Linked DNA regions of Zea mays: regions 2, 3 and 4 are each linked to region 1. Evidence: chromatin contacts called from public Hi-C data. All regions are on one chromosome and are shown on one strand. Each heading gives the region's core, a stretch centred on a gene start, on an enhancer-like site or on the middle of the called end of the contact. The rest is flanking DNA. Distances are from core to core; before and after follow the strand shown. Region 1 holds the start of LOC100276690 (60S ribosomal protein L31-like). Region 2 holds the start of LOC100284472. Region 3 holds the start of LOC100272725. Region 4 holds the start of LOC100285594.

Region 1 (2,700 bases), core at 99-2,598:
AAAGAAAACTAGCCATGCAATTCTGTTGCGGAAATAGACAACTTTGTGAATACAAAAGGTTTTGCTGTTGCAAATACAAACTAGGAACTCTCTAAAGATGTAGATAACGCGACAGCTTAATCGGTATCGTCAACGACCTTGGTCCCCAGCCCTTTCAAGCCCTCGGCGGGGATCTCCGCGACGGTGACAAGGGAGTAGAGCTCCTCCTTGGCATCCTCCTCGTCGTTCCTCTTGCGGGCGATCCTCACACGAACCCTCCGCGGCACGCTCCTGATCCCGCTGCTCCAGATGTGCTTGTTGAGCTTCACATCAATCCTAATGTCCGTGGTGCCCATGGCCTTCTGCGCAAACTTCCTGATCTCCTTGATGGCGTTGGGTGCCTTCTTCTTGAATGTGCTGCCAGACATGAGAAAATGTTGGTAAGAAGTGGGATCGCGGCATTCAGTAACCTTCAATTACAGTAACAGTACAATGTCAAGCAGGAACGAGAGGTCATGCAGATAACAGAAGACACTTGGATAAGCATTCAGCAACTGAAAAAAACACATTGGATCAAAGCAGCCAACCTTCTAGTCATGCTTAACAATTTGAGTATACTCATACATAGACAAAGCCAAAATCAATGAAATGCACACTATCTCATTAGTCATGATTCATGAGGTTTCTAAGCCTTGCATGGTTTGTTAAAAGCAAACTCTAACAGTCACTAGAATTTTACCTGATAAGAATGTTAATTGAGCATATACAGGCTATATCTGCCTTCTCAATATAGGTTCATCAATTCCTAACTGGCAGCAAATTTTGCAATTCCAAATGGTAATAAAGGGCGGAGCTAGATGCCTATTACATTTACCTTTCGACAAACTAATTAGCAAATGAAATGAGGAAAATACCAAACCAGTGCCGCTACAAATACTACAAACCACAAGCAGGCAAGGTCATCGTACTGTTTCATCTCCTCGTGCTCCTAAGCAGAGTACGAATAGTATATAACTGATCACACAGAACATACACTAGTTGAGCCAGATCTCGTCTACGAGTAGTATCGAATAGAAAAAACCATCCGCTACCGCGCCTAAATACTATCAGCAGCGAGACGAAGAATCTCGCAAGCGAGCCAGATCTCGCAGCGAGAACAGTGTGCAGCCCCCGCAGCAAGGTGGCCAGAGGGAGAAGTACCAGCCGTGGAGGCGCTTGTGGAGGTTGATGGTGTACTCCCTGGTGACCACCTCCTCCTTCCTCGACGCTCCTCCCTTCCCCTGCGACATATCTCCTCTGCTCCGGGTGCGGGTGGGCGGATTCCGCTGGGTAGTGTGGTGCGGTGTTGTGTTCCGCGGCGGCGCGAGAGGAAAACCCTACCGGATACTGGGGTTGCATTTTATATGAGCTGCCCACAGAACGACGTGGCTACATGGGCCGGATGGTGTGCTAGCCCATTCATGCGCCCATTGCTCGGTCCCCGTGGCCCGTGGGCTGTATGTGGCTTAAATGTCACCTTCTAATTGGCATCTAGACATAGTGCTGATTTTAGCAACTGGGATCCAAAAATAGGCGCTAAACCAAATTAGCGAACATAAAAGCATATACAAAATACATCAATTATTGTATAAATCAATTATTGTATAAAATACATGAATTATTGTATAAATCCACTAAAAGACTACAACGAATTCTAATTTGGGAATACTTTATTGTATTAGATTTTTAGATAGTGAGCTTTATAATTATATTAGATAGACACACAACATAAAAGCATAGAGTCTCGACATGGGTCGCAAAAGAAGATTTGTGTGAATGATAGATACATTAGACTACATTTATTGATAGAAAATTTAATGGGTCTTAAACTTCAAGACCTCTTTACAATCGATTTTGTATCGTTTTGATAATTTCACCTTTAGCTTTGATTAGGGCACACCACACCTCGTGACAATCGGAATTTGTATAACTTTCTACACCCGTAAAAGGTGCACAGGCCTGGTATGCCTGGAGCTAGCAAGTTGGAACCATATAGTTGCATAATCATCGCAAAATAATAGCTATCACAATGATAGTCTTCATGTGCTGCTAATAGTTGATGACTTATTTGATCTGATCGGGACTGGAATATTCACAACCATTGGACGGGGTGCAGGCAGGTGGTCATGGAGGATGCAGCCCTTCTGAATTCGGATCAATAGCCAGCCAGGCGTGGGTCTGCGCGATGGGGAAGGCTGGTTCGAGCCCCCAGACCTCTGCAACCACAACCAGCCTGCGTATTGCACACAAACACTTCCATCTATAAGAGAACAAGGCGAGCAACCCATGCATTCTGATGTGCAATTACACGTGGCATCTTCCTCTAAGTATTTTGCAAGTTGCAACAGAGTACATTTATGAAAGGTGCCTTACCACTCGTGCAGCAAAAGGTAGCATCCTCTCCGGTGGCATGCTGGTGCATAAACCTAGTCCAAAAGAACAAAATTTATGGCCAAGTAGTAAAGATCTCAAAACTGACTCAGGAATCACATTTGCAACTAAACAAAGTACTCCTGGTTGAGACCACATCACCACAAAGAAACAACAGTAGGATACAAGCAGGTGATGCGATGTGTTTGTTTTCGGTATCGTAATGTTCTGCACTGGTTACTATGATAATGTAAAGAGCGTTATGTAAGAGGAACTTCAACAACTTAGGTACGGACCATTATCGATATAACA
Region 2 (2,700 bases), core at 137-2,636, 320 kb before region 1:
CACCAGCTACACCTCCTATCTTTTGATGCATGTTTTTCCAGTTCCAGCCTATCCTTGATTTTTCGTGTGAAGGAATGTCAAGCTTTACACTTAGGCTACCCTCCCTGGTTGACAATCCGCAACGGAACTGCTGGCCCATTAAGCTGACAAAGTATTTTATACTTTGTGGCTGAGAAGACTTTACATTCCTGTTAAGAGAAGAATCGACTAAACCCGACTTCGCAAGGTACGGGCTTGACGGCGAGTGCGAGCACTTCCAGGAGGCCATGCTCTGCGTGAATCCTGCACGGAACTGATTAGGGTGGGGATGTGTGCTTGATCGCAGCAGACAGAGCGCAGGTGCGTAGAGCCGCATTAAGTTCAAGTAGTGTCAGCTGCAGAGTAATGTGGAAATGGCATGTCAGGAATAGCACAGCAAGATATGGACGCATTAGCCTCGAAATAGAGAGCATTGCCCGGAACCAAATACCTAGTTCATCTGAGATCTGACCGCGAATCGTTCAAGCAGCAAAACACACGCATACCGGCAACAACAATTTATATAGTGTGTCTTGAACCTTGAAATTATCCACAAGAGCGCAGGATATCGGCGTCACCAAGACAATGACAACAGAAACAGCAACGTTGTCGACTGCACGACTCGCTTCACATTCAGGAAGCCACACTGAGCAACGCAAATCCTGCCTTCTTATATGGTGGTTGCCTACTAAAGTACTAAACAACGCAACACATATGGTTTTATTCTTTACTTGCCCTCAGTCTAGACTAGAGTAGTCAACTAACGCAAATCTTGAGAAAACATGGGGCGCAAGGGAAGCCACGGATCGCCGAAAGAGGTGTCCGCCGGATCCAGTCATTCAGATAACATCACATTCTCGGGTGAACCCTTTTACAGGGTGAACCGTTATTCGATGGCATGAATCCACAGCGCGAATCCATGGCTTCGTCAGTCGTCGCAGACGCGATATGACAAGCTAACGAACGAGATGCATTATGCATACACAGTATAATTGCTACTAACGAGCAGTGCGCAATACCTCCGCTCTTTCATAACATGGTGAGCCCAAATGAGAAATACCTTAAAATTGGAAGATGCTCCAAACGCCACAGGAGGCGCAGAAGGCGGGACGGAGACGGCCGCGCTGCAAGACTAGATAAAATCCTCCGCCTTCCTTGAGTGGCGGGGACTGGGGAAGAGTGGCGGCCGGGTGAAAGCAGGAATGCTTGGGGCGAGGCAAGCGGGATTTTGCTTGGAAGCCGGGGCAATGGCGACACCGCGACAGGGAGCGGCGTGGTGGGAACGAGATGGAGACGGAGATGGAATTACAGCGAGGGAAGGGGAAGGGGAGATCGAGGAAGGTTTCTGCCTCGTCTCGGTCGGAGGATGCGGAAAGCTCAAGTTCTGGAGGATTCGCCAACCTACTACCCAACGAGAGCACGGACGGACAAGCGGGGTTGCGCCACGGTACGATTCACATGGGCCGGGCCCGTTCGAGGGTTGCTGGGCTATCCTGGCCCTTACGTTTCTACAAAATTCTTATGTGGATGCTTGGGCGGTTGGGCCTAAGGTTAACCAGTGCGTCAAGTACTTAAGGTTAACCAGTGTGTCAAATATTCTCTCTATCCCAAAAGTATAATTTGTTTTAGACTAAATCAGTTTTGATATTCGGTGGTTCCTCACAGGCGACCCCAGTAATCCAGCTACGCAGGCGAAGTATTCTCCTTTACCTTCTTCTCTCTATTTCATCATCTAAATCTAGATCTAGACCATCTAACACTGTTTTTGGTCGTTCAATGTTGGTGCCGCATTAGCCGTAGCCCGTTGAGGAACCAGAAGTGAAAGGAGAATGGGCTTTAAGTCATTTATATGTTTTTTGGTGTTTGATGCTCATCATAACAATATGAAGTAACTATTTTGCTAAGTGTATGGTCACAGGTTCATGAGAATAAACATGGAAGACTCAAGTGAGAAACAACTCAAAACTAAGTGAGTAGGGCATAATTTGGAAGAAAATAACCTTGAGTGGTTTCAGCGTTTGGGTAAGTTCTAAAAGGCCCCAGGAACATTTTGGAACATACTGAAATGGTTATAATGATTAGATATGAAAAAGATGTTACAGGAGCTAAGTTTAAAAGAAACTGCGTAATTAAGTTGGGAAGATCAAAACGATGAAGACTTTGTGACCTAGACTGGTTGAATGGACTAAGGATAGGTTTGTCTAAGTCATAGAAGTGATCATAAGGCCAAGCCAATAGTATAATGCTCAAAAGTAGAGATGTCAATGGGAAATTCCCCACCGGGTTATAGCATCCCAGACCCATTCGCATCATGTTTGATCCATCCTCATACCTATCCACATATCCATCATGGGTGCAAAACTCATCCCATACACATCCCCGTTCGGGTTTCAGGCCCCCAATGGATCCCCATCCCCAATTAAGGGCTAACTAGGTACTAACATCTAGCACAAACTATCCAGATTTCAGACATCACCACATCGACAAGCACTCATCCACGAACCATGATCCATTCATCCATCCATGAGAAAAGAAATCAGTACTTCGGGACTGTCGGAGAGGAAATCTCCGGCCGGGTGGCGGAATGCACCTGTCCTAAATCCTTAGATGAGGAGGGGCCTAAGCATTTTGACTGTTAGGTGGAAACGGGAAGAACACACAAGGATTTAGAGTGGTTCGGGC
Region 3 (2,700 bases), core at 25-2,524, 270 kb after region 1:
ACCATGATGGTGTGGTAGAGCACACCGCACCGGTCACCACCACAACACAAGAGCAAACACAAACACGAATGAAATGGGTAGTATTATAGCTGTCATGGCACACCATATAAACATTTTCAATTTCGTTTTATACAAAGATATATAAAAAAAATTCAACAGGAATTTGTGATTCGCAGCAGGACAAGAGCACACCGAACCGAACCGAACCATATCGCTTCCACCAGCCACCACCACCACCGCTACAAACAACAACAACAACGTTATCATCGCACTATTCTTTTCGTCTTCATTCTCTCTCCCCTCTCTTTTTCGACGCTTCTCGTCGATCGTCGTCCTCGTAGACGGAATAATTTTCTAGAACAGCATGGCGATCAACACATAACCAACACCCTCCAAGGACGGATCGATCGGTGACCATCAAATCATTTTTCCCCCTCGCAATAAAAATAGATGACAGCAAGAAGAAAAGGAGAGGACAATCAAAGAGGGAGAGGAGGAGAGGAAGGGGGGACGGACTATAGAGGGCGATGAGGACCGGCGACGGATCTCGGCGCCCATCACCGCGTGTGCGTGTGTGTGCCCGCCCCTAGCTAGCTAGCTAGCTCCTCCGGCCGGATCCGAGACGCCTAGAACCTAACGATCTTGGCGGCGCGCACGACGGGGTTGTCCCTGGCGATGGCGTCGCGGCCGGCGGCCCTGTAGTCGAAGCAGCAGTCGTGGCGGTCCGAGTAGCGGTGCGCGCCGCAGAAGAGGTCTCCGCAGCGGCAGCGGAAGCCCGTGAGCCCCACCCGCTTGCGGCAGGTCTGGCACCGGCGGACGGACGAGGACGACGCCGGAGCCGGAGCCGGAGCTGACGCCCGGGCCGGCCTGGGCGGTTCCTCCGTGGGCCCGGACGCCGCCGGCGCACGCGGCCTCGGATTTTGCTGCTGCTGCTGCTCGTCGAACTGGAGCACCGCCGGCGACGAGGAGGAGGAGGAGGGCGGCGGCGGCGAGACGGAGGCGGAGGCGGAGGAGGAAGCCGTGGCGGCCAGGAAGCAGGCCTGGCAGAGGTTGTTGGTGGCCGGGTTGCCCGGGAAGCCGCAGCTGTTGGCGCACAGCGTGAGCTCCGGCGCGCGCAGCTCCGTCGGCTCCTCCACCTTCTTGTCGCGCTGAGCCATGGGAGAGGAGACGAGAGGGGAAAGTGAAGCCCGGCACACGGCAGCGAGGAGCCCTCTCTGTGCGGAGACGAGGGGGGGAGGCGAGGGGAGAAGCTGCCGCACGGCTGGCCTGAGCTGGTGGGGGCTGGGGAGGAGGGGAAGGCCTTTTATCGCGGGGAGGGAGGAGACGGGCGGCGTACGCGTTCTCCGGGCCGACGCGCGACAGCGACGTGCGGTGCGGTGCGCCCGCCCACCCCTGGCCCCTGGGTACGGCGTTGGGACGGCGGGGGGGGGGGGGGGGGGGGGGGGGGAGGAGTAATCTTGTGTGCCTGTCAGCAAGCCTGTAATGTGGTGGAATGGAACTTTGATCTTTGTGCTAGCTGGCTGTGCCTCGGCGGATTCGCATTTAGTCGACGCCGGCCGCCGCCCAGGCCCAAATGCTCCTCCCTCTCCCTCCCCACCCATCCATCCACTGCGCACGTGACCGCTGTTGACGGTTTTTTTTTTTTTTTTTGTGTTGTCGGTCGGTTCGTAGGAAGGAGTACGCAACTTTACTACTCGTGTCGTGGCTACGGCGCACGGCGGCGGCTGCGCGGGCTACGTAACGGCAAGCTTCTCTGTGTCTGTCACGCAAGAGGGCGAGGAGAGAGGACCCTACGCCAGAGAGACCAAATCCAAGGTGATATTGTTTTCAATGTCCCGGAGCCGCGACGCATGCGGCAACTACGACCACCCTGTTGGCCGCCACAAGGGGGAAGAATCGTCGTCTCTTTTTTTTTCTTTCCTTCCCATCCCTCGCCTTCAGCAGCAGCTAATCCATTCGCTAAAAAAACAAGATCAGCTGCTAATCATGGTCCCATTCGCTAAAAAAACAAGATCACCTGGGTACAACCTACTTGAGAGAGCACAAACAGCGTGGAGTTACAAACGCTACTAATAATTTTTTAGTCAAAATTAATAAAGCTTGACCAGCGCAATATTTAAAAAACAGTGAGTATATATAAGATATTCATTGTATTGTGTTTTTTAGGGACAAGGAGGTGTTGAGAAAAACCAGCGTTTGGTGTTGACCCTCGATATTTTTCCTGGCAAGCGTACCCCGTCAAACCTCGAGAGAAAGAAGGGCCCGTCGAAGCCGAATGTACCATGCCTTGCCTGGGATGCTGCCGTGTCCATGACACTACTTTATCACCATGATGCAACTGGATTATCTTTTAAGACGCACACAAGGCACCTCCAGCGTAATCTATGCTCCCGTGATGGCAGGCACACACAAGGCTGACGCTCGGCTGCGCTGGAGAGCCACTACTATCTGCGTGCGGTTTTTCCTCACCCGAAGGCGGCTAATGCTAGTGCAAGACGCAACACACTTCACGTGCTTAGTGCAGGAACTTTCCACGGTTCAGGATATGCGCAAGCGTTACCCCTAAATTTTTCCTCATATATCACTTTTTTGGGTCAGATCATCAACATTTCACCTCTATGTTTTCATCTCCCACTTTTTTGGGTCACATCATCAACATTTCACCCATATGTTTTCATCTCCCGCAGCGGTTCCCCCTAT
Region 4 (2,700 bases), core at 181-2,680, 410 kb before region 1:
CTTGGAGGTCCATCAAGCTATGCTGGTCCATGGCTCCGCCGCCCTTAGGGTTGCTCAGCATCGAGTTCTCAAGCTCGTATTTCACGATCGCTGCTGGCCCATTCTTGTCAAACTTCACCTTGTCCTTCCACCAGGCCCTGATGTTATCGGACGCACCACTGACAGGCTTACCTTTCTCAGGAATGATCCCGTACACGAACCCTCGGGCATTGCACACCTCCATCAGCTTGAGCATGTACTTGAGGATCCCGTCCTGGGCCCTCGTCATCTTCTTCCGGAGGGCTTGGTCTGAAATCTTCTTTGTCTTGGTCTTCTCCAGCTCCAGCCGCTGCAGGGCAAGCTTCTGCTGCCTCTCCCTGATCCTCTTGAGCTTGACCTTGTCCTTCCACATTCGTCGGGCGAGCTCGTCGGCATCGATCTCCTCGTCGCTGACATCGTTCTCGCTGAGGTTGTCGATGCCATCAACCTCAAAATCCGTTGCGTCGTCCCCTAACTCAGACGCAATGATAGCAAGATGGTCCAACATGGTCACTTCAAGCAGTCAGCTTTCCTTAACCAAGTTGTACCACACGCACCATCAAGATTCTTGCTCTGTATTCTCGCTCATCAACTATTCGAATGATAAGAAAATTCTACGGCAGCAGCCTGCACAGTATATATATGCATGTGGTCAGAACCTTTATTTCATTTTGTGAAGAAGAAGAGAAAATACTACTACAAGTCTACAATGCAAGTCACTAAGGGATAACCTTAGCAATGAAAGCTACGTTTTCTGGCAATCAGGACATGTTAGTCCACTGCGATGATCGAACTACGAACGGTAGGCAAAACCGAGCAACAAATCCGAGCAACCCTCGCAGACTCGCCGTCCATAGGCATCCACTAGCACTGCTCGGGCTAAAATGATTGGCAAGCATGACGCTCTAGAAGAAGAAAAAATAAATGGATACGTATTATTCTACACACACGGCCATTTTTTCTGAAACGAAGGGGAACTTGAACCCCCCCAAAAACCAATCCAACGACCGCACCAACCCCCCGATGGCGGTCCCTGCACAGCATCCGACGACGGGGCAATCCGAACCCCGAACGAACCGTGACCGCCGCAGGGAGCGGACTCGCGCCTGGGGACGGAGACGATTCGCCGTCCCCGACATCGCCAAAGCACTCCCCCCCCCCCCCCCCCCCCCCCCCCCCCCCCCCCCGAGAATGAAGCGCAATGAAAACAGGAACTCTGGTCCGACGAAGCCGTCGATGCGTACCTCGTCGAGGGGACGGTTCGCGGCGGCGGAATCCGAGAGGAGAATTTCGCGGCCGGGTTCGCAGGGTGGGTGGGTTCGCGTCGCGCCACCTCCCGCTGCGGCTGGTTTTTATTTGGAAGAAAAATTGGAAGGAGATGAGGGAGAGCGGCGGCGGTGGGAACAAGACGCACGAACCGACGAGCGCGAGGGAGAGCGTGCGAGCCAAAAAAGGGTGGGGTGGGGGGCAACCCGGCACTCGTCTGTCGTGGCGCGATGCCCGTCTGCGCGCACCGCGCAGTGGCGTGTGAGGTAGGCCACACCTCATCTTCCACGGAAGATCACGGACTACTGAGCTGTGCCAGGCGTGATGCTGTTATTTATTTGTAATAACCGCAGGATTTCATCTTCTATCTATAAAAATAGAAAAGAATCGTTTTGATTTTTGCAGCGGAGAACCGTTCCGTTCCGTCATAGCGGGCCAAATTTATCCTGGCCACACCCACAGGCATCTCCATCCTTCAAAAGCGAGAAACCGACCGTCCTCTGTGTTCTCGTGATTTTTATATATACCAGATGAGGCAAATCTTTTCATTTACCAAAAAAAAATCGAAGCAAATCCTAAATCAAAATTACTATCGGATAGAGCCAAAGTGCTCGGGGTTAATTCCTTTTCCTTGTACTGACAGCTCAAACACGGGGAAACCAAGCTGTTCCTGTTTTGTCTCGTGACGTGGAGAGAAAAAACGAGCCGGCATTCCTCGCCGATCTCACGCGTGACGGCGGCATTCCTCGCGTTTTTCGACATCATCACCGGATTTTGGCCGTGAATAAGACAAGAAAAAAAAAGATTGCTACGCTCGCTGTTATCGCTTGCCATTACGACGACGATGCGTTGCTGATTCAGTCTCCACCCGTTCCGTTTTCGAGACGCAGGAATGCCCCCCGGCCAATCGTCACATCTGCATTTCCATGTACAGTAGCGGCGGTTCGTTGAACTTGGACGCCATTTTGAGCTAAGCGTCCAGGTTCGACGTATCTTCCACAGGAACCCCCCACACACACACAAGCTGACAAGCAGGAAGGAAGATGCCGGCCCATTTGGAGGTTTACGGAATGGATCCACTTCCTACGGTCTTTGGGCCGTTGAGTTGGCCCGGGTGCGAAATCAGATCCACTCCGTGCGGTGGTTACAGGCCCGGCCGCCCGGCTGGTGCTGCCTTTTCTGCTGAAAAAAAGTTCATTTTATTTCTCTCCACTATTGCTGTAGTATAACCTTACTAGAACTAAATGTATATAATTAATAAATGTATATAATTAAAAGAAGGGAACATATATAATACAAATCATGTTTTGATGCAGACTCCGTGCAAATCTACTAAAAAAGTTCCAAAAAAATTGAAAAAAAACATGAATGTACATCTGTGTTTACCTCATCTATATACAAAATTTTTCATGGTCA

The links. Hi-C and Micro-C count contacts between places; a contact is called where the count stands out from the background.
Region 2: a Hi-C map of leaf shows a contact between it and region 1, with 5 times the contacts expected there. The contact joins the promoter of LOC100284472 here to the promoter of LOC100276690 in region 1. A contact is called at or near these places in 9 of 25 Hi-C or Micro-C datasets (bundle sheath, ear, endosperm and 4 more) and 1 of 3 datasets of contacts at active chromatin or transcription factors (leaf).
Region 3: a contact with region 1 is called in a Hi-C map of endosperm, with 4 times the contacts expected there. The contact joins the promoter of LOC100272725 here to the promoter of LOC100276690 in region 1. A contact is called at or near these places in 6 of 25 Hi-C or Micro-C datasets (bundle sheath, ear, endosperm and 3 more).
Region 4: a Hi-C map of leaf shows a contact between it and region 1, with 2.8 times the contacts expected there. The contact joins the promoter of LOC100285594 here to the promoter of LOC100276690 in region 1. A contact is called at or near these places in 6 of 25 Hi-C or Micro-C datasets (ear, leaf, leaf mesophyll and 2 more).

What each region holds. Positions count from the first base shown.
Region 1 is chr1:191,857,545-191,860,244 of Zm-B73-REFERENCE-NAM-5.0, reverse strand. LOC100276690 (60S ribosomal protein L31-like) reads right to left here and starts at 1,348. Exons shown (of 2, transcript NM_001291563.2): 1 at 1,180-1,348; 2 at 1-396. The coding sequence starts at 1,268. The coding sequence ends at 117. It overlaps LOC100273018, which reads right to left. Exons shown (of 11, transcript NM_001147468.1): 10 at 2,392-2,444; 11 at 1,804-2,251. The coding sequence ends at 2,174.
Region 2 is chr1:192,173,275-192,175,974 of Zm-B73-REFERENCE-NAM-5.0, reverse strand. It overlaps LOC100284472, which reads right to left and starts at 1,386. Exons shown (of 7, transcript NM_001157367.2): 1 at 1,079-1,386; 2 at 1-374. The coding sequence starts at 355.
Region 3 is chr1:191,589,316-191,592,015 of Zm-B73-REFERENCE-NAM-5.0, reverse strand. LOC100272725 reads right to left here and starts at 1,274. Exons shown (of 1, transcript NM_001147178.2): 1 at 62-1,274. The coding sequence starts at 1,157. The coding sequence ends at 627.
Region 4 is chr1:192,271,102-192,273,801 of Zm-B73-REFERENCE-NAM-5.0, reverse strand. LOC100285594 reads right to left here and starts at 1,430. Exons shown (of 3, transcript NM_001372307.1): 1 at 1,263-1,430; 2 at 1-645. The coding sequence starts at 526.